Linked DNA regions of Mus musculus: all the other regions are linked to region 2. The links are chromatin contacts, called in public Hi-C and HiChIP or PLAC-seq maps. All regions are on one chromosome and are shown on one strand. The core of a region is the stretch at or near the end of the contact, and the rest is flanking DNA. Distances in the headings are between cores, read along the strand shown.

Region 1 (6,266 bases), core at 3,008-5,507, 480 kb after region 2:
AATAGCCAGACACAAAAAAGGGCACATTTTTTTTATTCCAAGTGTATCAAGTCTTTGAACAGACAAAATTAGTCTATAGTTGTGTAAATAAGGAGAGTGGTTCCTGTGGTAGTAGTGTGGGGTACAGAGCAGACTGAGTACAAAAATATGATGAAACTTTCGGGGTGGTAATAATATGCCACACTATGATAGAGTTGTGCAAGCCTGAAGATGGATATATTTGGCAAAACTAATCAAGCTGTTCTCTTAAGTTAGTACATTTAATTGTATGCCTATTATTCTCAATAAAGTTGGCAAAATTGAAGTTATGTAAAACAAGACAATCTTTAATTATGTATTTAACTGTATGTATGTTATTTAACCTAAAAGTTGTTAAATCATAAAAGATATGAAAATCAAGGCTGTCTTTTAATTACTTCTGAAATTCCCAAGACTCTGATTGGCATCAAGACAAACATGAATCTTAAAATTCATCCAGGGAGTTTTTTCTTCTCATATTGTGTGCATTATCACTCCAACAAAGAGTCCATTTCCTTTGTTCACTACATACTGCATTATCTGTATTCACTACATGATATACTATATAAGATACGGAGCCTCAAAGAATGTATATCCTTTCTGAGGAAACATATGTGAAAGATGAATCTCAACATAATGCTACAAGGTTAAAGCGTTAGAATGGGGCAAGATGCTGGACAGAAGGAAGGCAATCCTACTGGAGAAGTCAGAAAAAGCTTGCCAAAGCATCTTGTGATTAAGATCTTGAAATGAGTAACAGTTTCTTTGGTTAAGAAGTTAAAGGGCAATTGCTGCTCTTTAGACAACCTGGGTTCAATTCCCAGCATCTATATCAGGTGGCCCACGGTTGCTTGCAACACCTTCTTCCAGTGCATCCAACATTCTTTCCTGTGTATGGAAAACCTTTGACCACAGAAAATGACAAAGCTTTCAAAAACAGGAAAGTTTTGAGTTGGCTAGACAGTGGCGTGGGTGAGGAAGAGGAAGGGAGATAGCGCTAAACTTGAAGGATCTTGATAATCAGCTTGTAGTAAACCATATCCTTTTCCAGCATTTAAAAGATGATGTTATGTATGGCTCAATTTTACATTATTTCCCTGATTGCTGTGCACCTCGGCTTTTATTTATTTATTCTGCCTCCATTTCTAGCTTTTCGAAACAGTGTGTGAAACTGTCCCTGGGAAATTTTTATTTTTAGGTATAAAGATAATGTAAAAAAGAAACTATTTTAAAAGTGTCTGCATTAATGCACTCAAATATTGGCGTGAGCCCCTTTGTTTACTTGTTTAAAATGTATGATGCATCTAAAGATGTGGGAAGGTAATGTGACAAGATAAGCATGACACTAGCTAATCTACCTATGTTATTACAGCCTTCTATATGTAACATATGTAAATAGAGATAATATGGAAACTTGAAATAGGAGAGCAGAATTAAAGCTAGACAGTGAGGCTTTGGAATAATTCATAGAAGACCACACACACACACACACACACACACACACACACACACACACTCCTCTGAGCTTGTTTGAGCCTGTGATAACCTTTGGATGGTATCCCTCCCAGGGGAGATAAAGAAATCCTCCAGCCAAAGCACACTGGAAACACTGACGACTGTTAGTGTGCACTAACTATTGGGTTATTTTCTGGTTGCAGCTAAAGTTCTGGAGTCAGGAGGAGTAGCAGAGGCCAGATGTTGAGCATCAAAAGCCAGATATTTCAAGATGAGGGGGGGGGGAGGGGAAGGGATGGAGGAGGAAGAGAGAGGTTTTTCTTTTTAGTTTGTTGTTGTTGTTTTTAAAAAGTATTCCAAGCACTAAAAAGGCTAAATATTGTGGCTTGCTAGTTACTGCATTCAATGTTTAATTCTAACTTGCTCTTTTCTCTGTATCTTATGTAAGCCTCGAAATAACATGACCAGGCGATTTAATACACCGTGAAGCTAAAGCTTTTTCTGAAGCTCTTCTTCGGAGATAAACTGGGTTTTTGAGGGAAGTTGTCCCCACCGGATTCCTACCAGGAAGCAGGGGACTTCCATTTAACATCTGTGGTCTCAGGGCCCTCCATATTGCCTAATTTACTGTCATAGGCCATTCAGTGCTCTCCCATCAGCCATTTAGTTTAAGGGTGTTAGGTTTGACAGGGAACATTGCTTGATAATGTAACAAAGGGGCAGAGATCCGTACCTGGTTGTGGAAGGAAAGAGACTGTCTGTTTTGCCAGAGGCACATGAAACAGGTGTGCAGGATTTAGTGGAGGGACAGAGTAGAGCCTTATGAAATAGCACTCCAGCACCTGCATCCCTGAAAGTGAACATCACATTCAGGGTTCCTAAAGCCTGCACTGTTTCTGAGTGGGTAGAAGAAAAGTTACTAAATGTATTTGTTGTCTCAGGTTATGATGGCACTGTTACCGTTCATGGTTGTTCTAGCCACAGTTCTTTTGGTTGCAACGGTCAGAATGCCATATGAGCTTGCACAGAACTTAGAAGATCAGATGTTAGGAGAAAAAGCTAAAGCAAGCTTTACATCAGATGGAAATGGGATGAAAGGCTGCTTTCTAGCCCTGTTTTTCCAGTGTTACCTAGCACAAGGCTCTGCTCTTCTCTTTGAATACACAGGCTTCCCGGGCTTGCATGCAATCATCTGAGACCCTTCGCAGCCTTTCACACAATCTGATTTCTTCCCTGACTTGTACACAAACTCAGATCATCCCCAGGTTTGCCTACAATCTCAAGTCACTGCTGCTCCATTTTGTCTTCCCCCCGCCCCCTACAGACTCAGTCTCCCAAGGTTCCATATTGCCTGTGGAATAATCTAGTTGGTCACACTTATTTATGTTTTGGTCAGGATCTTTGTGGTGTCATAGCTCCCTCATCCATATGTGAAATGGTACCTTGTGAGTGTCTGATGCTGATCACATGGTATATGGTTCATGGCACATGGACTCTGGACAGGAAAAGGCAACAGTGCATTTGTCTGATGATGTGACACTAACTGCTGATATTAAATTTGCACACTCCCACTTTCACTAGAAAACATTGAGTCTCTTCTCTTGCACTTCTAGGTAAATTGGTAGATTTTGAAGAATCTATCAGCAGTAGAAATATCTATTTTCTTTGTGGTTTGTCCTGGCCACATCACCTTGCTTTCCTTCCAGTAAGTTCATTCAGTGTTTGTTATAGGACAGCTTTATCTTCTGATTGGCCTGTGTTTTCAACACCCTTCCTTAGACTAATAAACAGGACCTTCCCACTTTTACACTTCAAAGGCTCTGGCAATGTAATTCCTTTATTCTTCCTTGGTTGTATTTCAGAATCACTGTCCTCAATCCTACCATACTCCACTGTTACTTTTCAGGGTTTGTTACTGTAAGATCATTTCCTTACTGTTTAGCCTCTCTCCATCTCAGTTTACAGAGCATCCCTAAGCTAATTAGCAGACTATTTTGTTGAAAAGTTGAGGTCCCATATTGTATATAAATGAACGCTTGGCATAAATCATTTTCTATGAGCTAGATTTAAAGAGGGGGGCTTTATTATCTTGAAACCCTTCTTTTCCAGTACAGGTTCCAGAATATATTCTATGTAGCACAAGGAATTGGCTACATAAATGCTATTCTCCAATGATTCACAGAGTGGATAAAAATCAGCTTCACTCTTGTTTCTTCCTGTAGGTACTTTAGCAAATGGAGCAAATAGCGCCAGAGAAAAGTTGTCACTTTCACTGATTCATCAGCACTTTCCTGGAAATCACAGTACCTGAGTCATGTGCATTTGGCACTTCAGAGAGGGGGCTTGGGGTAAGGGGGTAAAGGAAGAGGAGGGGGGGAGGAGGAAGGGGAGGAGGAGGGGGAGGGTGAGGATGAAGAGTAGAAGGGGAGGAGGAGGAAGAGGGGGAGAAGGGAGCTGGAGGAGGAGGGGGAGGAGGAGTAGGATGAAGAGGAGGAGGGGGAGGAGGGAGAGGAAGAGAGAGAGGAAAGAGAGAGAGAGAGAGAGAGAGAGAGAGAGAGAGAGAGAGAGATGGGGTGGGGAGCTCTTTGCAACTTCCATACAAATCAGGGGCACAGGCAAGGTCACACAGAAGGGAATTTCAGAATGCTGGAAAGATGTTCTACCGAATGCAGTAAGCAATAACAGCATCCTACACAGGTTCTCCAGCATCCCAGGCTGCTCCGCTCAAGCCTACAGCAGCTTCAGGTCCACTGGGAAATGTGTATTATGCCTGGGTTAATTTGCTGATTAATCTCTAGTCAGTGGTTTGTGCTTTCCCCAGATGGCCAATTAAAATTTACAACTGGCAGAACAGTGTCCTGTTGGCAGGCTGCTGAGGGCTGAAGCTGGAGGCAGTGACAGAAGGCATGGGTTCTGCCTTGTTTTCCCCTCCCCTCTCCTTTATTTCTCTCTCTTGCTCTTTTTAAAGCTGCTGGATTTATTCGGAGGAAAGTGTAAGCCGGGCTCGTGCAGTAAGTGTGAGATGCGTGGTGTAGTTTACAACTCGCTGCTATTTACTCTCTAGGACTCTCAGGGCCCCTCCAGTATTCCAGGCATCAACGGTTTTACCCACAGCAAATATAGCTGACAAAATCAGCCAGGGGGCACAACTGATTTAACGGCTTCTGAAATGTAATGGCCTTTTTTTTTTTTTTTCTTCCTGATTTGCAGTCCCCATAGATTGATGGTCTAATATCATTCACTTCCTCACAAATATATAAAACATTTACAGTTGTTTGCGTAAATCAAAGGCAAAATGCTGTGTGTAAAGCAGATAATAAGTAATGCTGTGATATATATAAAAGATAACATACTTTTACTGCAGTAGCCCCCGAATTAACTGTTAGGCTTTGCTCAGCATTCTATACAAATGGCATTGTATACACATCCGAATAAAACATACAGCAGGGAATTTAATTAGAGAAATGCAATTTGAAATAATTCTTTATTTTATAGTGAAATATTTACCATGCGTTTCAAATATGCACAATTCATCTGAATTGGTAATTCTGAAGGAAATTTTTAATCAAGTTCCACTGATCCTTAAATAAGCCAAGCACAGCAGTGATGTTTGGTACTGAGACAGTTTGTTGTTTTCACTAACTGTTGAGAGCCGTGACAAAAACCAAAGAAAATAAACATTCTTCGATGGTAGAAAGATGACTTTAATTGAATATTGTCTATTGACACTGAAAAATAAGAGGTTCACATGCACATCTCAAATTAAATTGATAGGAAGAGAAAAGTCATTCTGTAGAATTATCATTGTATGAAATGTATAGAATTTGCACTCTGTTTTTCATGAGTAGCATGTTTTAAAATTTGTTTAGTAGACAGGAATCGTTTTCATCAGACCTTAAGAATGGACGTAGAAATCACAAGTGGCCTTCTGTGAGCCTTTCAACTATCCTACATACTACAGCAAAGATGTAATTATTAAATTTCTTCTTATCAAAATGAAATTTACAAATCTTTATGAGGGTGTCCTAGTTAGGTTTCTACTGCCGTGATAAAGACCATGACAGATAGCAAACTTGGGGAAGAAAGGATTTATTTGGGGTAAACGTTTGGGTCATAGTCTATCACTGAGCGAAGCCAAGGTAGGAACTCAATCAGGGGAGAGACCTGGAGATAGAATTGGAAGCAGAGACCATGGAGAGATTATGCTTTCTGGCTCCTTCTACCAGCTACCTCCCAGGATCATCTACCTGGAGCGGAGCCACCCACAGTAGGATCGGGCCCTCCCACATCAATCATCAATCAAGAAAATCTTCCACGACCTTGCCTCCAATCTGATGTTTCTCAGTTGAGGTTCTTTCTCAAATGACTCCATTTTGGATCAACTTGACAATAACTCTAAATAGTACAGAGGCGTAGTACGTTCCTATGAACAATGAGTAACTTTGGTTATATTCTATTTTTAGCACACAAAGTTCTACCTGCACACAGCAGACACTCTAGAAGCATTTAAATGTTGCACCATTTTTTTTTTCCCCAACAAGTAGGAAAAGTTCAAGGCGTTCTAAGTTGACCTCCAGTCAAATAAAAATTCTTGGGATATTCTAAAATATTGTTTTGCCCAGTTGTATGACCTAGAATTGTCCTTGTCTAGGAGGTCACAGGATCATTTCTTCATTGCAATTCTGATATATATATATATATATATATATATATATATATATATATATATATACCTTCTTTAATGCTAAGCATCAACACCATTGTTTGTGCTCAAGTGCATACAGAAGTGAATT
Region 2 (5,648 bases), core at 1,479-3,978:
TGCTAAACTTGACAAACTCTGGAGTTAAGAAATCGGAGCTGTATTCTCCCGAAGAGTGGTAACTGTAGCTCTGAGAAGCGGGGCTGGCTCCTTGAGGCGAGGACCCATACTGCGCCTGAACACAAGGCATGGCTGGAAACGAAACAGGGTGATATACACTCAGCCTGGTCAACTGAACACTTTCTTCCGGGCTCGGTCTACACCCGGGGCTACACCGGCAGCCCGCGGCGTCGGGGTTGGGGGTGGAGGGAGGCGGGGAGAGGATGGGGGTTTAGGGATGCAGGGGGAAGGGCAAAAGAGGTGGAACAGCGATGAAGAAAGGAAAGGGCTGATCCCGGGACGACCCAGAGCTGGAAAGCTGTTGAGGGTCTACACTCATTTCCAAACGCCCCCCCCCCGCGCTCCACCCCCTTCCCGCAGACAGTCCCACTCTGATGAGCTTCTTCTTTGAAGCTCAGGGTCGACAGGATTTCTAGAAGCCATGCTCTAGAAATGAAGTTGAATTGCACAATAAGAAAGTTGTCCTCTGTGACTATAAGGCACAGGGTTGGCCTGGAAAGATCCTGTTGCCCTGTTTTGTTTTGTTTTTCTGAGGGTATGGGGGAACTCAGGAAAGGTAATGAAAGATAAAGCTCACTGACCTTCAGCAGAGTTATTGGAGTTTTCGAGGAAATTAAAGGTGGACAGTGTCGTAATTCAGCGAAGGACAAAGTTTCCAAGATTTTAAAAAAGAGCTATTGGGAATCCAGCCCGTCAGATCTCCCTGAAATACAGACACAGGAAGTTTCAGGATGTCTTCCCACCGAGACTTGGGCTGGGCAGATGCAGACTCACTCAGCAGGCCCTTCAAGTGCTTCCTTGGAAATGAGTGTGAAGACTTTACCCAACAGCATCTTAAAATGAAATGTGCAGAGACAAGGTGGCTAAACAGCAGATAATGCCGCTCATCTCCCAGTGTAAATCCCTGCAGAGAAAGCATCCTGTGGGGAAATTATCCCATGAGTCTACCAGATACTGATCAATATAATGAATTGGCCCCTTTGCTGTAGATGGAAGGGCCTTTGTCATTCTACTTTATGTCAAACCTAAGAAGTCTGGGTAAAGGAAAAACACAGCATCAAAGCTTCCTCTTAATATCTCTCTTAGAGTCCAGTGGACTTTTCTCTTAGAAGGAGAAAGAAAGTTAAAAGAACTCGAGAGTAAACCGTGAAAAAAAAAATACAGATCCAACCCTTAGGAAACGTTAGCAAGGCCTGGACAACCAAACAGCCAATGTGGGAGCAAGTGTGTAGCTTTAGTAATTGCTTTTGGTTCAACACAGGATCTTAAGGGACAAGCGAATTGGTGTTCCTCCAGAGAACTGGATTTTCAACATCTTTAATGGCCCAGAGGTGATGAGAGAGATCTCTACTTTACCAGGAGTATCTTGGGTCAACTGCAGAGGGAAAGAAATATTACGCATATGATATTGGCACCAAAGTTAGAAGCACTTCTCAGCACAGCAAACTGGACACCTTCTCCACAATGCTTTCCACAGGCTGCCTACTTGCTGGGACAAGGCATTCTTGTGTCCTAGCTATTTTTTTTTTCAGATGTTCCCACTTGCAAGGCATTCTAGAGCATAGACGATCTTGTTGATAAAGTAAAGAAACCTGAACACCCTCTCCTTTGCTCCCTCCCCTCTCCGCCCCCCCCCCCACTTCTTCCACAATCTTGCTTTGCTTCAAGGAGCGGAGAAGGTTAACAAGACAAACCAGAGGACTTTTGCTTTATCTCCCCACCCCCATCCGCCGCCGCCCTTGAAAATATGTCTGTTCTGGATATTAACCCGTGGCTATGTCACAGTTTCATAACCGTATTCTTTACCTCACGCACACACTGACACACTATCCAAGGACAACATATATCAAAACCAGTCATTTCAGGCAACTTCGCTACAGGACCCTCTACCGACACTACCCTTACTCGACGATATCCGGGAAACCTCCACCAGCGGGCGAGCCGAGCGACACTGTTCCCAAGCAACACGTAAACTTTCTCTCCCGGACTGTTTCCCACATGTTCGCGAGATGGAGCCTCCTCAAGCCACAATCAATTTCACACCAAGAGCAAACTTTGCGCACATCTCCACCGGCAAGTCCGCTTCTCCTAAAACTGTGGGAGTCCCCTTGCCACATCCACCAATGAGAAGCCTGGAAACCTCTGCCGGCAGCCAACTCCCCCCCCTTTACGCTAGCACCGGAGTTCCAGCAGAGGCTCGGCGGAGCTGCGCGCGCCCACTCGCCATCCCCCTTCCCCAGCCCCTTCGCGCTCCGCGGCTCGGGCGACCACTTGCAGAGAACCCGTTCCCTGGTACGCGGAGACCGGGAGGACGCGTGACCGCGGGCGGCCCCGCCGCAGCTACTCACTTGTCCGCTCTCTTCATTCATTCAACTCCGCCGAAGTGCAGTTCCCTCCGGGAGCAGAGGAGCCCGGGTCCGCGGGAGCGCTGCGGAAGCGGGGCGCGGAGAGCCACACGCAGCCAGCCCGGCCGCAGGAGAGGGAGGCAGCCAGCGGGGCCGGAGAGAGGGACGCGGAGCTGTGCGGAGCCGCGGGGCGGACTGGCCCTGGCCGCCAATGTGCCTTTGTTTATGTGGCTCGAGCTGCTGCTGCCAACATGCACCTAAAGTCTGCGCGCGTCAGCCCGCGTCAGCGGCCCGCGGTCCAATCGCCGAGCCGCCGCGCTCCCCGGACTCCTGGCCCGCGCTCGCTTTGGTATATTTCCGACCTGACGTCACGACTGGGGCTGATTTTAAGGTGGGAACGGTTCACCTTGGTAGCCCACTTGGGTGGATTTTTTTTTTTTCCGAAAGAAGTGTGACTTCTGCAACCCAGGTCCGTGAAGTCCGTGGTGATGCTACGCTCCACCTGCCCCTCCCCCGCCCCAGACCTTGCGTCCTCACACGTGGGGAGGGTGCAACAAAAGCTTGAACGGAAAAGAACACTCGCGTGGGCCAGGTAGCTAGCACCTGGGCCGAGAGGGCAGAGGTGTGCCTTGCAGCTCCCCAACATACCCTCCTCACACCCTTTAGCAGAAGTGGAGACAGTTGTCCCGTGGCTCGTAACTCTCCAAAGACTTGGGCGTTAGATGGGATTCCCCTAGTCCGTGCATCCCCCTTCTCCCTTTTTAAAAACCCACTCTTCCTCCCGCTTCGAAGGATGAGAGGTCAGGCCCTTTCCCCTTCTTTACAGAAACTAAAAAGACGTACTATCTAAAGCAATGTGGGAGGAAGGAGGGTAGACAGTGAGCCAAGTCTTAGAGGACCCCACAAGTAGGAGTGAACTGTTGCCAGCTTTCTCTCGCAGACAATACATTAAAGGATCCGGCAACAGGTGCGCCTCCAGCCCAGAGGTGATCTGAACCATCGCCCCCAAGCCCCTCGGTCAACTCTTGACAGAGTTGACATTTCGCTGTGCCCACCAAGCCCTTCAGTCCCTTTCACAGGTTTCTGAAACGCAGGGGCTGTCGTGCCTGCAACCAAGAAGAAAGCATGGAGGGAGAAGCAGCAAGGGGAGTGGAGCTCGAGGCGGGGTGGGTCTCGCCCAAAACGGAGAGTATGTGCCCATTGCCCCAGCCCAGGGTCCGGGTGAACTGTGGGAGCGTGCCCTACCCCCGCGTTCCTCTCAATCGCCTCCAGCTCCGCTCTGCAAGACAATCCGCTCCCCCTCCTCCCAAGCGCGTGGATCTTTCTAGCAAAGGAATCGCAGATCCTCCAGAGGGCTAACCCTACTCCCAGTACCCCCGTGAAGCTGGCCAGACAGGCCTCTTCGGGTTTCTCTCAAGACCAGGAAGGGACTGAGGCCAAGGGAGAGCGACTTTGTAGGGTCCCCTTCTTCTCCCAGGACAGCGCTCCTCCTCCCCTTCTCCCGAGCGTTGGCTCGCTCCCAAGCTACCCGGGCGAGCGGTGTGTGTGTGTGTGTGTGTGTGTGTGTGTGTGTGTGTGTGTGTGTGTGCGCGTGCGTGTGTGTGTGTGTGTGTGTGTGTGTGTGTGTGCAATATACACCTCGGCCCCCTCTCGGTGATCCTAACACCCCGGGAGAACACCGCGGAACTCTCGGGGTTGTGGGGTTGCTCATTCCTAGCCTGCACCTCCGCCTTTGCCAGCTCCAAGCTGAGCGAGCCTGTGGCTGCAGAGGCGTTGCCATCGGGTGCCCTGCGGCTGCCCAGACAAGCCGCGGGCTCCACTGTGCATCGGCCTCCGGGAAACCTACGTGACCACCTTAAGTTTCCCCCAGATGTTGCGGCTGCCTCTCCAGCTGCTGCCGCTACGGCTCAGCGGTGCCCTAATGGGCGCGAGGAAAAAAAAAAAAAAAAAAATCCAGGAAGTGGGGGTGCAAGAGGGGGGCAGGGTGAAGAACAACTTATTAGTGTGAGCTCGGCAGCGTCAGCGCCCCGTGGGCAGGAGCGATTCCACGCGAACGAAAGGGAAAAAGTGAGAGTTTGGAGAGCAATGGAGAAGGAAGGGGTGGGGGTGGCGGTGACGCAGGGGCGCAGGCATTGACGCACCGGCCAGGCTGGGCCCAAAATAGAAGCAACTCCAGCTCACAGGCGCCCTCCCGGGTTCCCTTCCCCTTCCGTGAGGGAGCAGGGTGCGGTCACCAGGAGCTTTCCTTGATCCTCGCGGTGGGCCAGGTTCCCGGCAGCTATCTTCAGACAGTCGGAAACCCAAGCTTAGCGACACTGGGGTGGAAGTTATTATTTTTTAATACAGTTCCAGGAGAGCGGGTATCAGGAGTTTAAGGTCGTAGCCACAGACCTCCCTACACAAAAGCGGCTAAGTAGATATGTTGCCCTCTGCAAGCTTCTCTCCCCGAGTCATTAAAAACACATTCAGTTTAGGTTGAGTTGAGTCTGGGGACATTTTAAAAATGCTCTCCTAGAGTGAGGAAAGAGGGCCTGGAGTTCTTATACTGAACACCAAGGAGCAAGCACAGTAACGAGGGTTTTTCTTTAGCAACCTCCAGTGCTTGGTTTCCTGATAAGAAAAGCCTTTGCTCAAGGCTTGTTATACCCAAGATCAAAAGGCAGAGGTCTTAGCAGTTTACTACAATAGTAAGTGAGAATAGGGTAATTATAATATGTAAATGAGAGGAAGTGAAGACTTTTTTTCATCCAAGTGTGAGTTTTCCCTCTTTTCAAATTTGCGTTCAGCTTCCCTGGATGTTACTACGACTGAGGAAAGATTCATAAACTCATTTAAAGTAATTCTTGGCTGGGACTATTCTACGGTTGGAGTCTGGCATGTGCTCTAGGTGCACACATCGGAAAGTTTAAAAGGGCCATGATCAAAACCTCAGTCCGCTGTCCCGTTCCCCCGCCCCCCCCCCCCCCCCACACACACACACACTTGATTGGAAGGGACGAAGCTGCAGGAGCAAAGACAAGGTCTGCAATTGACTGATCTTGTCAGTAGGGGGCCTGACTCCACAATGTTCAAGAGACAATCTCCCACACAAACACACAAGCACGCGTGCTTCACACACACACACACACACACACACACACACACACTTAGCTATTTACTACTTAGGCTAACTAAGCCTCGGGAGAAAAGTCTGCAGGCCCAAATGTTCATATTGTGTTGGAATTCATAAACAACGACAACTCT
Region 3 (6,178 bases), core at 1,317-3,816, 290 kb after region 2:
ATCATGAATTTGAAAGAGAGCAACGGAGGGGGGGTTAAATGGGAGGCTTTGGAGATAGGAAAAGGAAGGGAAAAATGATATAATTATAATTTCAAAAACTAAATAAGTCATTTTTTTAAAAGAGGAAGATGGCCTCCAGTTTCACAGCCTCCTCCTAGCCAGTGCTGGGGAGAAAACTTTCTGGAGAAGAGCCACCAACATTTGAAAGCAGTGGTCATAAATTGAAGATATAGAAGATATCCCAGGGGGACCATGACCGTAAATATTTTAACAGGATCAATTTTCAGGTCTTAATATTCAGTTTGTTCTCACTTTACATCTGCCCTGGGCCTTGCTGGCCTGACATCTTTCTCTTACCGGTTTTACCCTTTCTACACTCTCCAAAGGGAAGCTGACACCACCTGAACCTTCATGGAGGAAGAGACCTAAGAACAGATCCTTTCATACTGAACCAGAGGCAAGCTGAGAATTCCTTTGACAGAGACATCATATCCTAAGAACTATAGCCTAAGAGAGATATTTGCATTATTATTTTATCATTAAGATGAACACATATCAATTATTATATTTTGAAGTTTTATTAATTTGTTTATTAAGTGACAAAGTAACAACTAAAATCAGAAGAAATATTTTAACTATATTTATGATGTGACATTATATAAGGCACTTTCAATAGAAGCAGAAAAAAGTATTTCAAGAGCAAAAGGGAATTACATAATTTCTCTTTTTCAAAAAGGATCACAAGTATTTCAAATTATTATGGTATTTTTATTACATTAAACACACTCAAAGAATTGTGCAACATTTTATTTCTATACTATCAATATTTATAACATGCCAGAAATAGCATCTTTTGCAATTAATCATATGGAACTATATTATATATCATAAATGTTCTATGATGTGTATAATTAAATAACATTAATTTGGCAATACCAGAGGAAAATATTTGAAAGCTTCTGTTCTAAAGGATAGTGGTTTTTTTTAAAACAATTAATCATTTCTCTTAATATTAAAATGCATTTGCTCTAGTTAGGTGATAGTACCTGCCCATAGTCCCAGGAGATGTGAGGAGCAGGAGTTTAAGGCCAGCCTTATGGTTGGCATCCAGCCTGGGTAAAAAGTGACCTTATCTCAAAGTAAAAGACAAATACCAAAAACAAAAGCAAAATCCTACCTGATCTGACTGTATATTGAGCAACCTCATAATAAATTAGGACAAGCTCCTATCCTGGAACATTCTAGGTTGTCCACACAGATTAGAATCTGTCCTAAAGGATCTTAGAGAATACTATATCAACCACTTGGAGGAAATGGCTTCCTTTTCCTATTTGTAGTAGTTTCAGAAGGACATAATATATGACATTATTTCTAATTACAGGTGTACCCTGCTTACTCCCTCTGGTTCTCGGGAGCTGATTGGTAGTTTCCTGCTGTCACTTTTACATTCAAGTGACAGCGTGGTTCAATTCATCAGTCATGATAGTACCTCCTTTTGGGGCCTGATAGGCAGTACCATGGACAGGAAGCAATGCCTCCTGGAATAAGGCCGTAAATTAGAAAACGGAACTTCCCAAATCTCACTATTGGGAAAAAGAAGTCCCGACCAACCCACTGTTCCTCGTCCTATCCTGTCAACTTGTGGAAATAAATGAACAGTTATGGATGTTTGCAGAGGAGAAAATCCATCAATGACATATGTAAACAATAATTGGTGTGTGTTTGTGTGCATTTATACATATACATATAATTGCCTCAGCCATTTCAGACAATGGATTTGATTATAATTAGCACTTCAGAAGATGAACTGGCATTCACATTGTTGGAAAGAAATGTTATAAAATAAGTAGATAGTCTCAGGGGACCAACAATTGTTGAAGCTCTGAGACAAACTTGTGTCTCATCATAAGTGTTAGAGTCAGTTCCCTGGATTAATGTGTCCCACAAAGCTGGGGACCTACCTGTAGCCCTGAAAGAAGAACAGAATGTACTTTTTGTTATGGAAATGTGAGACAAGATGGAATGGGCTGAAAATGGGGCTGGAGAGATGCCTCAGTGGTTAAGAGCACTTTCTGCTCTTCCAGAGGACCCAGGTTCAGTTCCCAGACACACATGGAGTTCACAATTGCCTGTCACTCCAGTTCCAGGAGTATGGAACCTTCACACAGACATACTTTCAGTCAAAACACCAATGAACATAAAATAATAATAATAATAATAATAAAATAATCTAAAAATGGATATCAAATATGAATATATATGTGTATATACATATACATGTAAATACACATACATGTACTTATATGTATATATGTATGTTACATATACATATTACATATGTGTATTACAGATGAAAAAAAGAAAAGTGGATGTTTTTAAATACATTAGAATAAACAAAGGACCCCCACTGATCCGGGTTCACAGATTAGCTCTCTGAAAGATATGACACAGAGAAACAGAAAGTGAAACAATAAAAACACATGTATTTGTGCTAATGCCATCGCTGTAGCAGAGCCACATTCACAACCAGCCTCAAATCTGTCTTTGAACATGAGCAACTGTGGTTGGTGCCCTAGGGAGAGGAGAAGGACTGACTGTGAGTGAGTGCACTCACTTTTTCTCTCAGCATCTCTGTATCTGAGTGCTAGATCCTGGCAACATGATTCAGCTACAGTTAAGAAAACTCTGTTGAAATCCTAAGAGTGACATCATAAGACTGCCTTCATACCCTGGTGACAGGCAGTATGCTAACTTGGTGTGTAGGTGGAAGCGACTACCAGACACACGGTGAAGTTGACAGAATGCAAATCAGCTCATTCCTTATTACCATCATCACTTGGCTATGGAAGAAGGTTCCTGCTCAGACTTTGGGTGTAAATGGCAGCCTTAACTGTGCTCCCTCATGCCTTGGGTGCATGGGAAGTGACTCTATTCCTCAAGTTTTTGGGTCCTTTATCTGGCATAGTAGGAGACCAGGCTAATCGCAGGGTGACAAGCATTTAGCACATAGTCCTGTTCACCAAACCCCTAACTATTGGCACCCACCATCATTCTCTTTTTGCTCAAAACTCATATTCTGCCGATCAAAGTTGACATCCTAGAGAAAAGTATTCGTCATTACAGGTTACTTAGAGAGGCATCACAGTTGTAGAAAGCGTGCAGAACTTAGAGTCAGTCAAACTTGGCTTTAAGGTGTTTACTGCAATTTACTGAGTTATGCAATCTTAGGCAAGTGGATTAATCTCTCTGAGAATTAGTTCTTCTGTCTACAAGCTGGAGGATAGTGTTTTCTTTACCTCCTGAAATTGCTGTAGGAAGATGAGGGGCAAGCAGCTAGCTCCTAAGCTGGCATGCAGTCAACCTTGGCTACTCTTTTTTCCTTCGGCTTGTATATCTTGAAAACTGTGTCATCTTAATCTGAGAGCAAATGGTAAGTATGACCTTAATTTGGATATGATTCACTGTGTCTCCTCCAAAATTCAGGTGCTGCCAATGTGACAGCATGAGAGGATAGCATCTATGACCTGATTAGGCCACATGAATGAAAGTGGAACATTTTCAAGAGAGGCTTCAGGTGACACTGAGCTATCGGCTAGCTTCCCTTTTGCTCTTTCTTGACGGTATGGCTGAGAGCATTAGCCAGGCTAAATGCTGGCACCTTGATTGTGGAATCCCAGGCCAGTAGAACTACGAAAAATAAAAGCTTGTGCTTTAACATTTACCTGCTCTCTCATGTTTTGTAACAGCAACACGAAGGGACTAAGGCCATGACCTATTTTTGTGGTTGTTTACTGCTCTGTTTCCCAAACCAAAGATCCTGTCATCTTCTAAGATCTATTTTTCAGTGCTCTGGCCAATATGACTCCACTTCTCATGTGTGCACTCAGCTTTGGAGGCGGAGTCTCCATGTTCAATACGGGAGCTGGACAGGGGTGGGCTCAGCCTGAAGTGTGTGGTGTTTCTCATGAACTAAGATGTGGACAATGTGGCTCTGCTCTCCACATCCATGGAGGCCAGTGGCCATGTAAGCACGACTGTGTGGTTTGTGTGGTGTAATGTGATTTGTTAGAGTGTGAGTGGTTTATAACCATCATTTGCGAGTAAATTACTTAACCGTATTCTTCTTTATGACTAGCTGAAGAAACTAACTTGATGGTATACTATAATTTATTCCTGTGAATGAGTGAGTGACCTTCACATTTCAGTCCATCTCCTCTGAGTTATGACCTGGTTTTTTCACTCAGAGAAATGGCCTATGTTTTAGCACTGTCCACTATTTTCCACATGCTGTCTCACTAATTGTGTACATAAATATAGCCAGCCTTCTAAGATGGTGATGAAAATTCTATTAACATACTAAATATCAAAATCACTCTGCTTGGTGCATTTTTCTTCTAAAGGTCTGTGAGTACCATGAACAGCAATGAACTCACTTTCTTCCTGGTTTGATAGTCCCCTTGGGTAGACTGAATCATAGTACTCCCATTTTACAGATGGGCAAGCAAAGGCTCATAAAGAAATACACAGCTTTGGACTGGGGAGATAACTCAATTGGTAAAATGCTTGCTTTGTAAGTATGAAGAACTGAGTTCTGTCCCCCCAGTCCTCAAATCAAAAAAACAAAACAAAACAAATAAACAAACAAACAAAAAAACAAAAAAACAAGCAAACAATTTGGAAATAGTGCAGCCTACTTCTAATGCTGGTGCTGAAAAAACAGATAGGTGGATCCCTAAGGCTTGCTGGACAGCCAGTCTAGACTACATGGAAAGTGTCTTAGTTAGGATTCTACTGCTATGAACAGACACCATGACCAAGGCAACTTTTATAAGGACAGCATTTAATTGGGGCTGGCTTACAGGTTCAGAGGTTCAGTCCATGATCAGGGCTGGAGTATGGCGGTGTCTAGGCAGGCATGGTGCAGGAGATGCTGTGAGTTCTACATCTTCATCTGAAGGCTGCTAGTGGAAGCCTGGCTCTCCCATGGTGAGGAGGAGGGTCTCATTGCCCATCCCCACAGTGACTCACTTCCTCCTTCAAGACCACACCTAATTGCCATGCCCTAGACCAAGTATATTCAAACCACCAGAGGAAGTCTAGGCCAATGAAAAACCCTGTTTCAAAAAGCATACAGACAGTTGAGGTTCTCCTACCTAGACCCCCACCCCCCACTCACCCTCATATTTGGTAATATGTGCAATCCTGCACAAAAACACTTTTAGCTCACAGTCTGAAGTTAGAGTCTATCATTGTGGGGTTGTCCCAGCCACAGCAATCTTCACAGTGAAGAAGCAGAGAGGGATGGGAGTTTGCGCTCAGCTCACTTTTTCCTTTTTGTAAGCCCAGGATTTCATCCCAGGGAGTGACCCTCACTGCCCACAGTGGACAGGTGTTCCTGAAACTGTTAATCTAATCAAGGTAAACTTCCATAGGTATGTCCAGAAAGCCCACTCCCAGGTGACGCATGACCTCAGTTTGACAGTAGAGATGAACCATGCAAGCAGAGTCTGAGATCATTGTTAACACTCCACTCTCTCACCCTCAATTTTAATTGCCTTATGGGAAACTCAGCAGTAAGTAATTTCACTGTTTTAGTGAGGTCCCGCATCATCTCTGCATAGTTCAAGTTGTGAGAACTGTCACTGTCCTGTATGCAGCTCAAGAGAGTCTGACAACAGGTAAGCAGGCCTGGGGGGTCGGGGTGGGAGGGCCAGGGAGGGATGTGGATGGCAAGATGCCAGGTGGGCTCTTCCCATTCTTTCTTTCCCTGTCCTGATAATCTCCTTTTAACTTCAAGAGCTTAAACATGATTTCATTTAGGGCATCCGGAGGATTAAACAATTACTTCCTGAAGGCCCAGACTAGTTCAGTATCATCTCTTCCCAGTTTCTAAAGGTTGTGACAGACAGGCTTAGTGATATTTGAGTTGTTCTCTTCAAGTTAACAGATGGGTGAGTAATTTAGGCCCTGGTGTGATGAACTTGAGGCTGTTTTCCTGTCCCCAGGTTACAGACATTCACCAGTGACAACTGCTATCTCTCAGAATAGTATTGAGGCATCAAGTAGCTAGTGAGTTCTTGGAGTCAACAGTGAGTATATGTGTTGGTCGCAGTGCATACTAGTGAGGAGAGCACTTTGCTAAAGAAACCACAGAAGTTCCTTTGGGTCCACAAGGGTC
Region 4 (5,997 bases), core at 2,394-4,893, 340 kb after region 2:
GTTTTGCTATATATTGCTTTTACTATGTTTAGGTATGGGCCTTGAATTCCTAATATTTTCCAGACTTTATCATGAAGGGGTGTTAGATTTTTGTCAAATGCTTTCTCAGCATCTAATAAGATGATCATGTGGTGTTTTTCTTTGAGTTTGTTTATATAGTGGATTACGTTGATGGATTTCCATACATTGAACCATCCCTGCATCCCTAGAATGAAGTCTATTTGATCATGATGGATGATTGTTTTGATGTGTTCTTGGATTCGGTTTGCGAGAATTTTATTGAGTATTTTTGCATCAATATTCATAAGAGAACTTGGTCTGAAGTTCTTTTCTTTGTTGGGTCTTTGTGAGGTTTAGGTATCAGTGTAACTGTGGCTTCATAGAACAAATTGGGTAGAGTACCTTCTGTTTCTATTTTGTGGAATACTTTGAAGAGTATTGGTATTGGGTCTTCTTTGAAGGTCTAATAGAATTCTGCACTAAACCGATCTAGTCCTGGACTTTTCTTGGTTGGGAGACTATTAATGACTACTCCTGCTTCTTTAGGGTATATGGGACTGTTTAGATGGTTTATCTGACCCTGACTTAAAATTGGTATCTGTCTAGAAAATTGTCCATTTCATCCAGATTTTCCAGTTTTGTTGAGTAGGCTTTTGTAGTAGGATCTGATGATTTTTTTGATTTCCTCAGTTTCTGTTGTTATTTCTCCATTTTCATTTCTGATATTGCTGATTTGGATACTGCCTCTGCCCTCTGGTTAGTTTGGCTAAGAGTTTACCTATCTTGTTGGTTTTCTCAAAGAACTAGCTCCTGCTTTCATTGATTTTTTTTTTTTTTTGTATAGTTCTTTTTGTTTTATTTGGTGGATTTCCCTCTTGGATATATTTGCTTCTTTTTGTTCTAGAGCCTTCAGATGTGCTATCAAGCTTCCAGTGTCTGCTCTCTTCAGTTTCTTTTTGGAAGCACTCAGAGCTATGGGTTTTCCTCTTAACACTGCTTTCATTGTGACCTATAAGTTTGAGTATGTTGTGACTTCATTTTCATTAAATTCTAAAAAGTCTTTAATTTCTTTCTTTATTTCTTCCTTGACCAAATTATCATTGAGTAGAGTGTTGTTCAGCTTCAACTTGTATGTGGGCTTTCTATTTTTTTTTTTTTTTTGTTGTTGTTGTTATTGAAAACCAGCCTTAGTACGTGGTGATCTGATGGCATGCTTGGGATTATTTCAATATTCTTATATCTGTTGAGGCCTGTTCTGTGACTGATTATACGGTCAGTTTTGGAGAAGGTACCATGAGGTGCTGAGAAGAAGGTATATTCTTTTGTTTTAGGATAAAATGTTCTATAAATATCTGTTAAATCCATTTGGTCCATAACTTCTGTTAGTTTTACCATGTCTCTGTTTAGTTTCTGTTTCCATGATCTGTCCATTGATGAGAGTGGGCTTTTGAAGTCTCCCACTATTATTGTGTGAGGTACAATGTGTTCTTTGAGGATAGTAAAGTTTCTTTTATGATTGTAGGTGCCCTTGATTTGAAGCATAGATGTTCAGAATTGAGAATTATTCTTTGTAGATTTTTCCTTTGATGAGTGTGAAGTGTCCTTCCTTATTGTTTTTGATAACTTTAGGTAGAAAGTTGATTTTATTTGATATTGGAATGGCTATTCCAGCTTGTTTCTTGGTACCATTTGCTTGGAAAATTGTTTTTCCAGCCTTTTACTCTGAAATAGTGTCCGTCTTTGTCACTGAAGTGGGTTTCCTGTATGCAGCAAAATGTTGGGTCTTGTTTACTTCTCCGTTGTGTTAGTCTGTGTCTTTTGGTGAATTGAATCCATTCATGTTAAGAGATATTAGGGAAAAGTGATTGTTAATTCCTGTTATTTTTGTTGTTAGAGGTGGAATTCTGTTCATGTGGCTATCTTCTTTTAGGTTTGTTGAAAGATTACTTTCTTGCATTTTCTAGGGTGTAGTTCCCCTACTTTTATTTGGAGTTTCCCATTTATTATCCTTTGAAGGGCATGGATTCATGGAAAGACATCGTGTGAGTTTGGTTTTGTCATGGAATATCTTGCTTTCTTCATCTGTGGCAATTGAGAGTTTTCAGGGTATAGTAGCTTGGGCTGGCATTTGTGTTCTCTTAGAGACTGTATGACTTCTGTCCAGGATCTTCTTGCTTTAATAGTCTCTGGTGAGAACTCTCGTGTAATTCTGATAGGTCTGCCTTTATATGTTACTTGACCTTTTTCTGTTACTGCTTTTAGTATTCTTTCTTTGTTTAGTCCATTTTTTTTGTTTTGATTCTTATGTGATGGGAGAAATTTCTTTTCTGTTACAGTATATTTGGAGTTCTGTAGGATTCTTGTATGTTCCTGGGCATCTCTCTCTTTAGGTTACGGAAGCTTTCTTCTAAAATTTTGTTGAAGATATTTACTGGCACTTTAAGTTGGTAATATTTGCTCTCTTCTGTTCCAATTATCCTTGGGTTTGGTCTTCTCATTGTGTTCTGGATTTCCTGGATGTGGTTAGGACCTTTTTTCTTTTTGCATTTTCTTTGATTGTTATGTCGATGTTTTCTATGGTATCTTTTGCACCTGAGTTTCTCTCTTCTCTTTTATTCTCTTGGTTATGCTTGAATCTATGACTCCTGATCTCTTTCCTAGGTTTTCTATTTCCAGTGTTGTCTCCCTTTCTGATTTCTTTATTATTTCTACTTCCATTTTTAGATCCTGGATGGTTTTGTTCAATTCCTTTGTCTTTTTGTTTTGTTTTCCTCTAATTCTATAAGGGATTTTTGTGTTTCCTCTTTAAGGGCTTCTACCTATTTACTTGTGTTCTCCTGTATTTCTTCAAGGGAGTTATTTATGACCTTCTTGAAGTCTTCTATCTGCAACATGAGATGTGATTTTAAATACAAATGTTGCTTTTCTAGTATGTTGGGTTATGCAGGACTTGCTGTTATGGGAGAACTGGATTCTGATGATGCCATGTAACCTTGTTTTCTGTTGGTAAGTTTCTTGCACTTGCTTTTCAACAACTGGTTATCTCTGGTGTTAGCTGGTCTTGCTGTCTGTGGCTAGAGTTTGTCCCTCCTGTGGGCCTGTAAGCCTGTGTCAACACCCCTGGGAGGACAGCTATCCCCTGGCAGGACTTGTACACAGAGGGCTGTGGAACGGCCCCAGATTCCAGGTGCAGATGGTGACCTGAACAACTCTGTCCCAGCTGCTCTGCAGTTCCTGTGCCCTGTGCACTCCTGGTCAGACCCACCTTGGACAGTCACCAGAGAGATAATGGCGATCTCACCTCCAAGCCCAGGAGTCAGAGCACTCCCAGGAGACCAGCTCTCCCCTGGCAGGACCTGTGCACAGAGGACTGTGGAACAGTCCTAGCTTCTGGGTACCAAATTTTAGCCTTCTTATCTCTTCACCAGAGGCATGTCAACACCTATAGTATATGTTCACAAATGTGTGGTTCACTTGTCTATCTGCCGTCAGGGCTTCAGATTTGGGTTAAAAGGGCTTATATCTGAATATGATGTTTTCACTTAGAGTTGACTGGTGACTTTGTTAGTTTGTTTTTGCTAGATGCAAGAGTGTGGTATACATAGGGACATTTAGTGGTGCCTCATACTACTTGGAAGGCTGAGCCAGAGGATAGAGCTTAAAGTCAGCCTGAGTATATAATGAGAGCCTAACTCAGAAAAAAACCAAAACCAAAACCAAAACCAAAACCAAAACCAAAACCAAAACCAAAACCAAAACCAAAACCAAAACCAAAATAAAGCAAGAAAAAAACCAATGTGATTTAATGGCTATAAAGCCAAGCAATGCCACATCAAGTCAATGAAAAGCATTAACTCGCTTTGATTATTTGAACATATTTCTTGCTGAGCTAGAATTGATTCTTTTTCTTTTTTTAAAGTCTTGCCTGATAGAAATTGGATTGAAATATAGAGTCATAGCGATGATTCCACAGGCAGGCATTTGCCTTATTTTCAAGGAAAAGCCAACACTTCTTGGAAGACTTTGTGTAATTGCTCCCAATCAGGGCTGCTGTCTTCTTCCCCCGCTCCTGTTTTCTTCCTTTGCTGAGAAATCTCTGTGAAAAATAAGCGCAGATGAGAGGACACAATGACATCTGCCTTCCTGCCTGTGGTTCCATAAGCAATACTTCTGTGGGATGCAGTTGTCCTGGTACTGGTAGGCAGGGAAATCCATTTCTCATTATTGAAAATAGCTTTTTTTCCTTTATTGAAAATGACATTTGTGCGTCACAGGAAAGTAGAAGCCTGGAATGAAGAAAGTGTCGGGATAAATTTAGCTTTTGTCTCTCTTCTGATCTCAATTTGGATATGGTTTCCAAGATGATCACTGTTCAACCCTCAGGACCAAAGAGATTTCAAAAGGGGTGGGAGAAGGCACAGGTGCGAGGCTCAGTGGGCAATCAGGTACAGTTCAGTCAAGGACTGGCTTTGTCTGCCACACCAGGAGGGCCATTCATTCCCTCCCTATCTTGCTCACCCCGGGTTTTCTGGCCAAGCTGTGTGATAAATAATAAGATCAAGATACTGGACACCAACATTTTGGCCACAATTCAACCTGATAAATTGTTACTCTTTGTGTGCCGTTTCTTGCCATCCTGCCTTTTTGAGAACTTTTCTTCTGCTTTTTTATTTTTTTGGCAGTTATTACACATAGAAAACCAAAATCAACTTGGATTTTAATAGACTATGCATATGTGTATGAGTGTATACATGTGTATGTACACATATGTTTATATACACATGCAAACATGTATTTACACATATATTTACATATATGTATTTGTATATATATATGTATATGTACATATATATATACACACACACACACAAATGGATTATTGACATATGTGCCTGGAAATTGAAGAGAAGCAACGTTTCAGAGCTCTGAAACACACAATGTGTGAGCCAGTGTAAAAGCAAGTTCAGTGAAATGAGGGTCTCAATTTATATTTGTGTGTTCCTCTATTATGAAGAAAGTGAAATGACTGGTAATGCTGGCTCTAGGGAGCCAGGAAGGATGTTTTGTGTCAGGGCTGAAGATCTGTCTTGGTCATAGTTCTATTACTGTGAAAAGACATCATGACCAAGGCAACCCTTAATAATGAATCGGGAGCTTGCTTATAGTTTCAGAAGGTAAGGTTCATTTTCATCATGTTGGGAATCATGGCAGCAACAGATAGTTCTGAGCTTTATATATAGATAGCTGAGAGCTTTATATCCTGATCCTCAGGCAGGAGAGTTCCTGGAGCAACACACCCCCTCCAAGAATACCACACTTCCTCCAACAAGGACACACTTCTTAAACTTTCCAAGCAGTTTACCAACTGGGGACTAAGTCTGTAAATACATGAGTCTCTGGGGAGATGCTTATTCAAACCATCACAGGATGCATTTGTGGAGCAATGGCGAGACAGTGGGTGAATGGTTAGCAAAAGTAGTCATTTATACAGCTTATGATCACAGAGTCCACATGTTTGTCATACAGCTGTACTTCTATAGAATCCCATTGTTTTAATGGTCATTCTGGAGATGAGGCTAGTGTTCATTATTTTAGCAACTGTATTTGCATGCAATTGCTGCAACACTGAGGATCATAGGTGATTCTAAAAGAGCAGATTTGCTTAATATCTGTCAACTTACAGGACTTCATCGGAACCTCCTTCTGTCAACAGGAACCTTTATGAAATGTGTTTTGTATGTGTAATTTAAATATAGCATCTTGGAATTCACCAAATAGCAATGGAATGAGCAGAGGCATCATTCTAATGAAAAGAACAGTTGCCCTATGAGGAGGAATGTTCTAGAGACTTGATAATCATTTTTATGTGGTTCCTGCAGGTAATGCTTTTAATTTGACACCCTGCTAAGGCATAAAGGATATTCAGTTTTCCAGTGGAAAGCCTGGGGTTTGGGGAAGGTAAATGACCAAGCCTGCAGAATAAGTATGCAAACAGGT

The links. A called contact is a pair of places that touch in the nucleus more often than the background predicts. HiChIP or PLAC-seq counts read pairs in DNA pulled down with a chosen protein or histone mark.
Region 1: an H3K4me3 HiChIP or PLAC-seq map of embryonic forebrain shows a contact between it and region 2, with 4 times the contacts expected there. The contact joins the enhancer-like site here to the promoter of Nr4a2 in region 2. A contact is called at or near these places in 4 of 39 promoter capture datasets (the HPC-7 cell line, embryonic stem cells and hippocampal neurons), 1 of 484 Hi-C or Micro-C datasets (neural progenitor cells), 8 of 115 datasets of contacts at active chromatin or transcription factors (astrocytes, bone marrow-derived macrophages, embryonic forebrain and 5 more) and 1 of 9 other capture datasets (embryonic stem cells).
Region 3: a contact with region 2 is called in a Hi-C map of Th1 cells, with 4 times the contacts expected there. The contact joins the enhancer-like site here to the promoter of Nr4a2 in region 2. A contact is called at or near these places in 2 of 39 promoter capture datasets (the 3T3-L1 cell line and trophoblast stem cells), 1 of 484 Hi-C or Micro-C datasets (Th1 cells), 12 of 115 datasets of contacts at active chromatin or transcription factors (the 230-238 cell line, bone marrow-derived macrophages, embryonic midbrain and 4 more) and 1 of 9 other capture datasets (liver).
Region 4: a contact with region 2 is called in a Hi-C map of ventral hippocampal neurons, with 1.8 times the contacts expected there. The contact joins the enhancer-like site here to the promoter of Nr4a2 in region 2. A contact is called at or near these places in 1 of 39 promoter capture datasets (hippocampal neurons), 1 of 15 datasets of contacts at CTCF or cohesin (the NIH/3T3 cell line), 2 of 484 Hi-C or Micro-C datasets (cortical neurons and ventral hippocampal neurons), 1 of 115 datasets of contacts at active chromatin or transcription factors (stem cell-derived neural progenitor cells) and 3 of 9 other capture datasets (liver, macrophages and pancreatic islet).

Annotation. Positions count from the first base shown.
Region 1 is chr2:57,593,619-57,599,884 of GRCm38.p6, forward strand. No RefSeq gene overlaps it. Among named protein-coding and RNA genes, the nearest start is that of Gm25388, 57 kb to the right of the region's middle. Within about 2 kb of position 4,258, at least 16 of the 459 cell types and tissues checked have an H3K27ac peak or open chromatin away from gene starts, as enhancers often do. A contact at or near this core is called in embryonic forebrain and hippocampal neurons, where this site is marked.
Region 2 is chr2:57,112,310-57,117,957 of GRCm38.p6, forward strand. It overlaps Nr4a2 (nuclear receptor subfamily 4, group A, member 2), which reads right to left and starts at 2,729. Exons shown (of 8, transcript NM_013613.2): 1 at 2,409-2,729; 2 at 642-763; 3 at 1-132. The coding sequence starts at 130.
Region 3 is chr2:57,405,110-57,411,287 of GRCm38.p6, forward strand. No RefSeq gene overlaps it. Among named protein-coding and RNA genes, the nearest start is that of Gpd2, 170 kb to the left of the region's middle. Within about 2 kb of position 2,567, at least 29 of the 459 cell types and tissues checked have an H3K27ac peak or open chromatin away from gene starts, as enhancers often do. A contact at or near this core is called in Th1 cells and memory CD8 T cells, where this site is marked.
Region 4 is chr2:57,447,463-57,453,459 of GRCm38.p6, forward strand. No RefSeq gene overlaps it. Among named protein-coding and RNA genes, the nearest start is that of Gm25388, 200 kb to the right of the region's middle. Within about 2 kb of position 3,644, at least 9 of the 459 cell types and tissues checked have an H3K27ac peak or open chromatin away from gene starts, as enhancers often do. A contact at or near this core is called in hippocampal neurons and ventral hippocampal neurons, where this site is marked.